3 separate regions of the Mus musculus genome follow, and regions 1 and 3 are each linked to region 2. Evidence: chromatin contacts called from public Hi-C and promoter capture Hi-C data. All regions are on one chromosome and are shown on one strand. The core of a region is the stretch at or near the end of the contact, and the rest is flanking DNA. Distances in the headings are between cores, read along the strand shown.

Region 1 (2,700 bases), core at 79-2,578, 200 kb before region 2:
TCCACTAGGTGGGACCCTGTGGTGGAAGGTCAGGAGTTAAACTCTCACCTTCCCAAGGGCTGTAATGGTGTACAGGCAAACACCTGCCCAAGCATTCACACCCTGGAGTGTGGGTGTCACTACGCACGGTGGTTTCCAAGCTTGCAACCACTCCTTAAAGGAACACAGTTCCCAGGAAGTTTGCTGGGCTCTCTGCTTAGTTCTCATAGGAGACATTGTTCATTCTCAAGTGGACCGCACAGCTGGATGGAGCCAGCAGCTATGACCAGCAACGGCCTTGCTACATGAGCGTTTGCAGCACCTGACCTCTGCTGCCAGCTCTCCACTGTGACATCTCTAGGGTCAGGTTCATAGAGTGTCACCTCTGCCTGTCCCACAGAACTCTTTGCCATGCTCAGGGAAGATAAACATCCCATGCAGAACCATCCCACACCAGTCCCATCCCATGGCAGTCATAACTGGAGAGGCCTCAGAAGCCTGAGAAGTCTTTGGGTGACAACATTTCCCATCCCAAACTCTCTGGCCTCAGAATTGGGGTACCTAAAAGCTACCTAAAGTGTCACAGTGTTGGGGGCCAGTGCTGTTCAGGACAGCCCTCACCGGCAGGAAGCAGACAGCTCCCCTAGCTACCACTACCTACCCACCCAAGTATAGAGCCACCCCTTTCTCATCTACCAGGATCTCTCATCCACCAGTGTTTACTGAAGTCTGCAGAGGCTCATTCCCACAGTGAGAAACACAAGAGAACTGTGGGGAGGTCGGAGCTGCAGGGTCCCGAGCAATTAAATTACACTTCATTTGGCTCACAGAGGAAACTGTTCATTGAAGTAGCAACAGCAGCGAGTGCTTTCTTGTTACTAATGAATTTAATCATTAGGGCCACTTAGGAGGAGGCAAGCCTATGCCTTGAACGAGTAAGACAGCTTGCCTGAAGTCACATGGTGATGCCCATGTGACTGCAGGGTCAATGTCAACAAAGGATAGACAGAGAAGCTGGCTGGCTCGAGGCTTCGAGGTGAAGACCCAACTGCAGGGTTTAGAAGTAAAAGCTAAAGGTGTCAGTTTCTGGTGCAGAGAGGGCTGGACAAGAGGCCCTTGGAGCGAAGCAGCATCTTGGTGCCTCTCCATGACCCGTTCAGGGGCAACATCCACAGTTTAGCTACCCGAACAGCTGATTCTCCCATGAACCCTTTGTCTTTGAGTCAACAGATGGAGAAATAGCTTTACAATCTGCAAAGGAAGTATGTGGCTATTCTGTGAGGTTTGTATCTTTGATCAGCTCTTTACCTCAGGCAGAAAGGCAGATGTCTAATAACCAGGGCAGCTGTCTCCAAGCTGTGAACTGCAGCTGCAAAGACAGACGGGGATGGGGTGCAGGGATAGGGTAGAGGGTATGGGCGGAGGGCATGGCACGTGGGGCCTAGGATACAGGATGTGGGGGATGGGGCATGGGGGCTGGAGTGTGAGGCTTCACTTGAGGCCATGGCTGAGGAAACCAGGAAGGGCAGACAGGTGGGATGTGTCCGCAGAGGAGTCCAGTCTTTCAGCCCAACACAGTCTGCACGTTGTTCTCATACAAAGCACAGTGAAAAGCTTGTTTGTGCCTAACATCCTCAGGAATCACGTTATCGTGAGGTTGCATTCTGGGCCAAGCCTCACTTTGGGACCCTGATTTCCTGACACTGACTGCGAGGCTGGCTGCTGACCTGACCAAGAGGAGCCAAGCGTTCTGGTATGGGCTCTGGGTTTGGCCAGCAGGTGCTAAGTGACCTTGGTAGATTGCTTGACTCTGAGAGGCAATCTCTAAAATGTCAGGACAAGCAAGGTCTCTCCCTTCAGAGTGACCTGCACATCTGGTGGATGGTGGACATTTAACCATTACTGATAGGAACACCTGCTTCTGCCCTGGTCCATGTCCAGGACCACCCAGCTCTCCAGGCCCCTTGGAGCACTGCCTACTCTGCTGGTCTCTCCCAGGTGGTTTCTGGGTCTGCATCTATATCCTTGGGAGGATGACACCCACAGTGCTGCTCATGCCTGTAGCTCAGGGCGACTCAAGTTTACAGACAGATGGGAGCACGGTTAGAGCTGCCACAAAGAGAGGATGTGCCTTGGTCACATACGCCCCAGGTTTACTGTGGCACACATATTTGTCCTGGCTAATTTTATGTCAACCTCACACAAGCTAGGGTCATTTTGGAGGATGATTCTAGCCTGTAGGTGTGGCCACCCTGGCCTGGTGGGTCTGAGCTCTATAAAAAAGCAGGCTGAGCAAGCCATGAGCAGAAAGCCAGTTAACAGCACTCTTCCGTGGCCTCTGCATCAGCTCCTGCCTCCAGGATCCTGCCTGCCCTGGTGATGGTCTAAGAAGGGGGAAGTGGAATAAACCCTTTCCTCCTTGAGTTGCTTCATCACAGCAACAAAAACCCTAACTGAGACAATGCCAAAGAGTGACTTAGGCAGAAATGGAAGAGTGGCGTCAGTTGAGGGGTGTGAAGATCAGAAAGACCGTTCTGATAATTTTAACAGCTTTCTCAATATTTTGCTTAAACGGTCTTTGAATACAGGAAGTATTGTTGGATAGACTTGCCCTGGGGGCCACACAACTGTACTGCACATGCAGGATGGGCCTCTGTCTCCCAAAGGTCTCGGTCCCCTTCAGTCTCTGTAGGTCCTTCTATAACCAGTGATTCACAGATG
Region 2 (2,700 bases), core at 130-2,629:
AGAGTGGCAAAGTTCGTTAAGGAATATCTGCAGCCTAGATTTGAGAGAAAATACCACTTCGAAAGTAGAATAGCACAGCAAAAAGAAACTAACTTGAAATTTTACCTAGATAAGGAAATATAAAATAGCTGAAGGCTTGCCTAAGGGCACTGTGGAAGTAAAAGACAGCACCAGGGACGGAAAATTCGTCCTGTGGCCCTGGGAAGCTGGCAGGTGACTGTCTACAGGGACCAAGAAGACCACCCCTCCTCCTTTCGCTTCCCACGGGGGTGGGGTGGGGTGGGGTGGGGTGGGGAGGGCTGCAGTTTCCTAGTCTCATTCTTTGCTTACTGGAAGGCCAAAATTGGATGGAAATTAACCAGAAAAGCAAGAAGAAAAACCCGGGTAAATTCCCCTTCAGAAAAACCCACATCCAAGGACAAGTGTCACTCAGAGAAGCTAGAGAGAGCCGGCTCTGGTCCCCTCCGTACCCAGCCCGCACTGGGCAAGGCACGCGCTCCTCAAACCTGTGACCACCCCGCGCCAGCTGCCGTACAATAGGTCCTTGTGTCCAGCTTAGGGAAGACAAGCTGTCCCGGGGCAGATTCTCTCTTTTCTGTACACACACCCACTTTGCTCCATCCCGGCTGATGGATGCCACCTACCTCCCTGGTCTCCCCTGGTGAGGCACTCCGTCACTAACCGCGCAGCAGCATCCAAGGGAGCCGGGAACTACGCACTCGGACCTGGCTGACTACTTTCAGAGATGGCAAACTTCACTTCTGACTCCCCTGTGGAGGCTCCCCGCTTCCCCGCAGCCCCGTACATATGTCCCAGCCGGTCCCGGTCCCCGCGTCGGCCCGCCCCGCTGGGGCTGAGCGCAACCCCCATAAGGATGGATGTCCCTCGACCCCGGGATCGACCCGGCTGCAACTGCCTTCCGGGTGGGCCTGGCCGAGCGCAGGTGGAGCGCGGCGGGGACCCGACGGCGGGACGTTCCGGGCCTGAACCCTGACCCAGACCCGGACCCCGGACCCCGGACCCATCACAGAGAGCCACTCACGTATCTGCGCACGAGCGTCCTCAATAGACTGCAGTCCATGGTTATCGCTCCCGGCTCCGCGAGCCCCTGGGCTGCGGGCGCTAGCGCAGCCGCCCCCCGCCCGGTCACGGCCTGGGCGGCGCGGGGGGCGGCCGCGGCCCCTCCGCGCTCATGCCCCGCCGGCGGCGGCCAAGGGTCTCGGCCCGCGCGCAGGCGGCTCGGAGGAGGCGGCCTGCGCCCGGCGCTACTCCCGTCGGGCCGACGCGGCCTGCGCTCGATGCTCCGCGCCTGCTCCTCCCGCGGCCGCCGCGCCTCTGGAGCCGGCTCTGCCCCGCTGCGCCCCGCGCGTCACGGGCGCGTGTGAGCATGCGCGCGCCGCAGCCCCCGCCCCGGCCCCGCGCGCGCCGCGACTCCCTAGCGCGTCGCCGCCGCCCTGTTGCTTCCGCCTCCCTGCGGGACTGGGGGAGGGGGGGCGGGGGGGGCTGTCATCGCCCCCGCGTGGCTCGTCGGGTGCTGATCCACCCCTTCTCCACCCCCGCCCCGTTCACTCCTCTTCTAAAACGGAAGCCTGGCTGTGAGCCCAGGACTCCATGGCGAGTGCCATGGGCCTGGGTCCCTAGGCCTGCGGGGGGGGGGGGGGGGTCACACCTCCTGCCGTGGCGTGGACAGAAGACACAGGATCCTCAGGTGGCTACAGGGAGCGAACATTACCACCCCTTTTGGGACTGACTCCCTTGGAGACCAAACCAAACACGTCCTGATCCAGCTCTCATGACTCACTACTCTCTACCTCTACCTACTCCTGGGGCCCAGTCTCTGTCCTGCCTTCCAGAAACCAGGCCTCAGGGAAGACCCTCCACAGTCCTGGGTTTTACCTTGTGGTCCAGCCCCCTGTCAAATGCTTCCTGCTTCTACCTTACAACTGTATCACCATGGCTAGCACCCAGGGAAGGTGGTTCTTTGCTGCCTAGGTGTGAAGTGGCACATGGCTGAACAACCTTCCTTACCTCCAGCCCAGCCGTAATCTAGCTAATGTTTACTGGTTCCACATCCCTTGCTTTTGCTTCTGATAACGGTAGAACCAGAGACGAGGGATCTGCAGTGGCCGATCAGGAGCACCAGACCTGAGGATTAGGAATGTATTTGAGAGCGTTCTGACAGGGTGTGGAGGAGATCTGACTTTGCTATGGTTTGGATTAGACACTGGTGGCAATGGTGCCAGTGACTAAACTGATCTCCTGAGCCACCACCGCCTTCTACCCTGTTTTCTACCTAAGTTCTACACCAGTGCTCACCACGGAGCACCAGCTACAGACACCCAGCCAGCCTCAGGGCAAAGGGTTTTCTCTCCGGGCTTCCTGGACTTGCTGTGAGCCTGGTGGAGTTGGCAGTCAGCGCTCATTGGTACTCCTAGCTGTGGTGTGGACTCTTGAGGACAGCAGGCCTCTATGTCTAGGGACTAGCTGCTGGCCTCAGTGGGCCTGACTGGGCTGTTCATGTGTCTCTGATGCTCTATCTCTTTCCTACCATGACTGCTGGGCCAAATTGTAGGCTATTGGCCAATTACAATTGCAGTGGGTATTCCTGGCACAGATGTGCCTCAGGATAAAGCCTTCCTATCTATCCTTAGAGAATGTTCTACTTGGAGGAATGTTTCATTTCCTTCCTTCCTTTCTTTT
Region 3 (2,741 bases), core at 106-2,605, 180 kb after region 2:
ACTGAACTCACACTGTACTTCTGCAAATGAGCAGGAAGAAGCCAGGGAGATAGGATTTATAGTCAGGAGAGACATCACATTGCTGATCTCTGACTGTAAATAAGGATTTAATGGGGAACTGTAATATTTGGCTGAGATTCCCACTCCCATTTCCAATTCCCCCAACAACCTCTGCTATAACCTAGAGGTAAGCTCCTTCTCCTTCTTCTCCTTCTTCTCCTTCTTCTCCTTCTTCTCCTTCTTCTCCTTCTTCTCCTTCTCCTCCTCCTCCTTCTCCTTCTCCTCCTTCTCTTCTCTTTCTCCTTCTCCCTTTCCTCCTCCTCCTCCTCCTCCTCCTCCTCCTCCTCCTCCTCCTCCTCCTCCTCCTTCTTCTTCTTCTTCTCCATCTCCTTCTCCTTCTCCTCCTCCTCCTTCCTCTCTCTCTCTCACTCTCTCTCTGTCTGTCTCCCTCTGTATCTCTGTCTGTCTCTGTCTCTGTCTCTCTCTCATTGACCATGAATCTAGATTGTGTCCTGAATTTGGGTTTCTCTGATTAATGTAGCCCCAGCTGGCCTCCAACTTACAGAGATCTACCTGCCTCTACCTCTGCCTCCCAGTGCTGGCATTAGAGATGTACACAAGCATATCTGGCTACCTGGCCATCATTAACAAGCATCAAGAACACTGTATCTTTCATTGGTGTTAAAAGCAATAAAGGATTAGTGTTAATGCTGTTAGTGTAAGAAGAACAGGCATATAAAAATATGCTTTATCCACTTCACAGAGAGTAGCGAAACGTTGGGACAGTGCTAAATGTTACACAAAAGGATATGTATGTGCTTGAGCATGTATCAATGTGTGTATTTGTACCTGTCTATATGTGTGTGTCTTTATATGTATGTGTGTGGTGCATGCACACATTTGTAGGCATCAAAACAAGTTGGGAAACATGCAGTCATAAAAACGGAAGAGGGACAAATGGAGGTTTGTGACACTATTCCTCTACCTTGGAACGAGTTAGAACATTCCCATTAAGTTAATAGAAAACTTATGTGCGCGGTGTATAAAGCCGCTCCCTGGCATTCCTGTGTGAGAGGCATTCAAAGATGGACTTTCCCTTCTCGCCACTCCCCAAGTTCCAGCGAAGGAAACACAAAGAAGAGTGCTTCCTCTACGGCTTCCAGGCTGGAGGTTTCTGTCCACCGAACCTACCTGAAGTTGTCTTGATCGGCTGCAGCTCAGCGCCTTGCCAGCAGCACAGCAGGAAGACAGATAAGAAGGTCCTCGATCCTCTATTCGCTGCCATGGTCCCTCCAGTTACAGGAGGAGGCCCTTCCCTGGAAGGTAGGTCTTCAGCTTCCCCAGCCTTGGACTCCTGGATACGTGGAATGTGGGGGACCTGTGACATCACCACAGGGCACTGACCTGGGTTCCTTCCCCATTAGAGTGTATGTTAACCCTGTGAGAACATGGTTAAGAAGTGAACTGGGGTCCTGCCAGGTATGGGGTTTGTTTCTCTGTGAGGCACTGTGGGGAGCTGATGGTGTGTGAGGCTTTCTTGGTAGATGTCAGCCTCAGAGAGCAAGAAGAGTATTCTAGCTCTTCCAGCATCTATAAAAACACAGAGCCCCAGGGACTTAACACATATCGTGACTTAACTGTTGGGAATTCTGACCACGTGACCATGACACCAGCTTAATACTTAACCGAGGGTCTGAATAGGATCCAGGCATATGGCCACATTTCTCCAAGCTGTGACTCAGTTGAATGACCAGAGACAAAGACAGACATGGCCAGAGGACAAGCCTGGTCAGTGGGGCAGCTGTGACTTGCTACCCCTATAACTAGGAAGTCAGATGTCAGATCCTGGTGTAGGAGTGGATCCCTCTATGTTGGTCATGAGAACTTGGGATCTGGGATGGCTCAGAAGAAGCTTAAAAAATCTGGCTCAGTTCACTCCAGAAGTCAGTCTGTATGGTCATCCCAAAACCTGGTCCCCTAAAGCAACTAATGTGTAACTGTGAGTTAGCTCTGCAGGGGTGAACTGAGCTTGGTCACTGCTGAGTGCTGAGGAGACAGGTCCTTCCTGTCTCATCCTTGCAAATCCACTGGCCAGACAAGCCATAGGCTCAGCCAGACTCAAGGGAGCTGCACAGAGAGGGTGTGTGAGCTGTTCAGGCCACAGAGCTCTTACTGCCTGCTTGCAGAGGCACCGAGTTCATGGGGAGATGGCAGTCAGGGTTACCAGTTGCTTTTGGGGGATTCAGATCTCAAGAATGGTCCTCTAAATTTTCCTCGGGTCTTTGCTGCCCTTTAGCAAGAATTTCACATATCCTCCCCTTTGCGTGGATATCTTTAAGAAGTGTTTCGATCAGGAGGGAAGTCAGAAAATTGATCTTTTGATACCTATTTCATTGAACACAGATTTTGACAGATGTCTGGCTTGGGGCATGTGGACACTCCCTGTGCTGTACCCTCAGTGAAGAGAGAACCACAAGTCCCTGGCATCCAGCCCCAGTCCCTGCATCTTCTGAGATGGTTCCAGGAGAAAGAGGCAAATAATATATTTTTAAAAATAACCTTATAATTAAAATAAAAGCATTTAGAGGTAGGGGCTCATGTACCAATGCTGACCTTGAACTTGGTATGTAGCCAAGAATGACTTTGAACTACTGATCCTCCTGCCTCTGTCTCCCAGATGCTGGGGTCACAGGTGTGGGCCGCCATGCCTGGTTCATGACTTTTTAAAAAAAATTATATGT

Evidence for each region. Promoter capture Hi-C pulls out the DNA fragments that hold promoters and counts their contacts. A called contact is a pair of places that touch in the nucleus more often than the background predicts.
Region 1: a contact with region 2 is called in a Hi-C map of rod photoreceptor, with 1.6 times the contacts expected there. The contact joins the enhancer-like site here to the promoter of Atp11a in region 2. A contact is called at or near these places in 1 of 484 Hi-C or Micro-C datasets (rod photoreceptor), 1 of 115 datasets of contacts at active chromatin or transcription factors (embryonic stem cells) and 2 of 9 other capture datasets (adipose tissue and pancreatic islet).
Region 3: a contact with region 2 is called in a promoter capture Hi-C map of stem cell-derived epiblast-like cells, with 3 times the contacts expected there. The contact joins the promoter of Spaca7 here to the promoter of Atp11a in region 2. A contact is called at or near these places in 7 of 39 promoter capture datasets (cranial neural crest, embryonic stem cells, hippocampal neurons and 3 more) and 1 of 115 datasets of contacts at active chromatin or transcription factors (pancreatic cancer cells).

Annotation. Positions count from the first base shown.
Region 1 is chr8:12,955,804-12,958,503 of GRCm38.p6, reverse strand. All of the region lies in intron 1 of Mcf2l (mcf.2 transforming sequence-like), which reads right to left. Among named protein-coding and RNA genes, the nearest start is that of Gm38671, 9.2 kb to the right of the region's middle. Within about 2 kb of position 1,328, at least 33 of the 459 cell types and tissues checked have an H3K27ac peak or open chromatin away from gene starts, as enhancers often do. A contact at or near this core is called in rod photoreceptor, where this site is marked.
Region 2 is chr8:12,755,695-12,758,394 of GRCm38.p6, reverse strand. It overlaps Atp11a (ATPase, class VI, type 11A), which reads right to left and starts at 1,379. Exons shown (of 30, transcript NM_001293667.1): 1 at 1,043-1,379. The coding sequence starts at 1,081. It overlaps Gm33587 (a long non-coding RNA gene), which reads left to right and starts at 1,499. Exons shown (of 3, transcript XR_378725.3): 1 at 1,499-1,708.
Region 3 is chr8:12,571,650-12,574,390 of GRCm38.p6, reverse strand. Spaca7 (sperm acrosome associated 7) reads right to left here and starts at 1,355. Exons shown (of 7, transcript NM_024279.3): 1 at 1,192-1,355. The coding sequence starts at 1,285.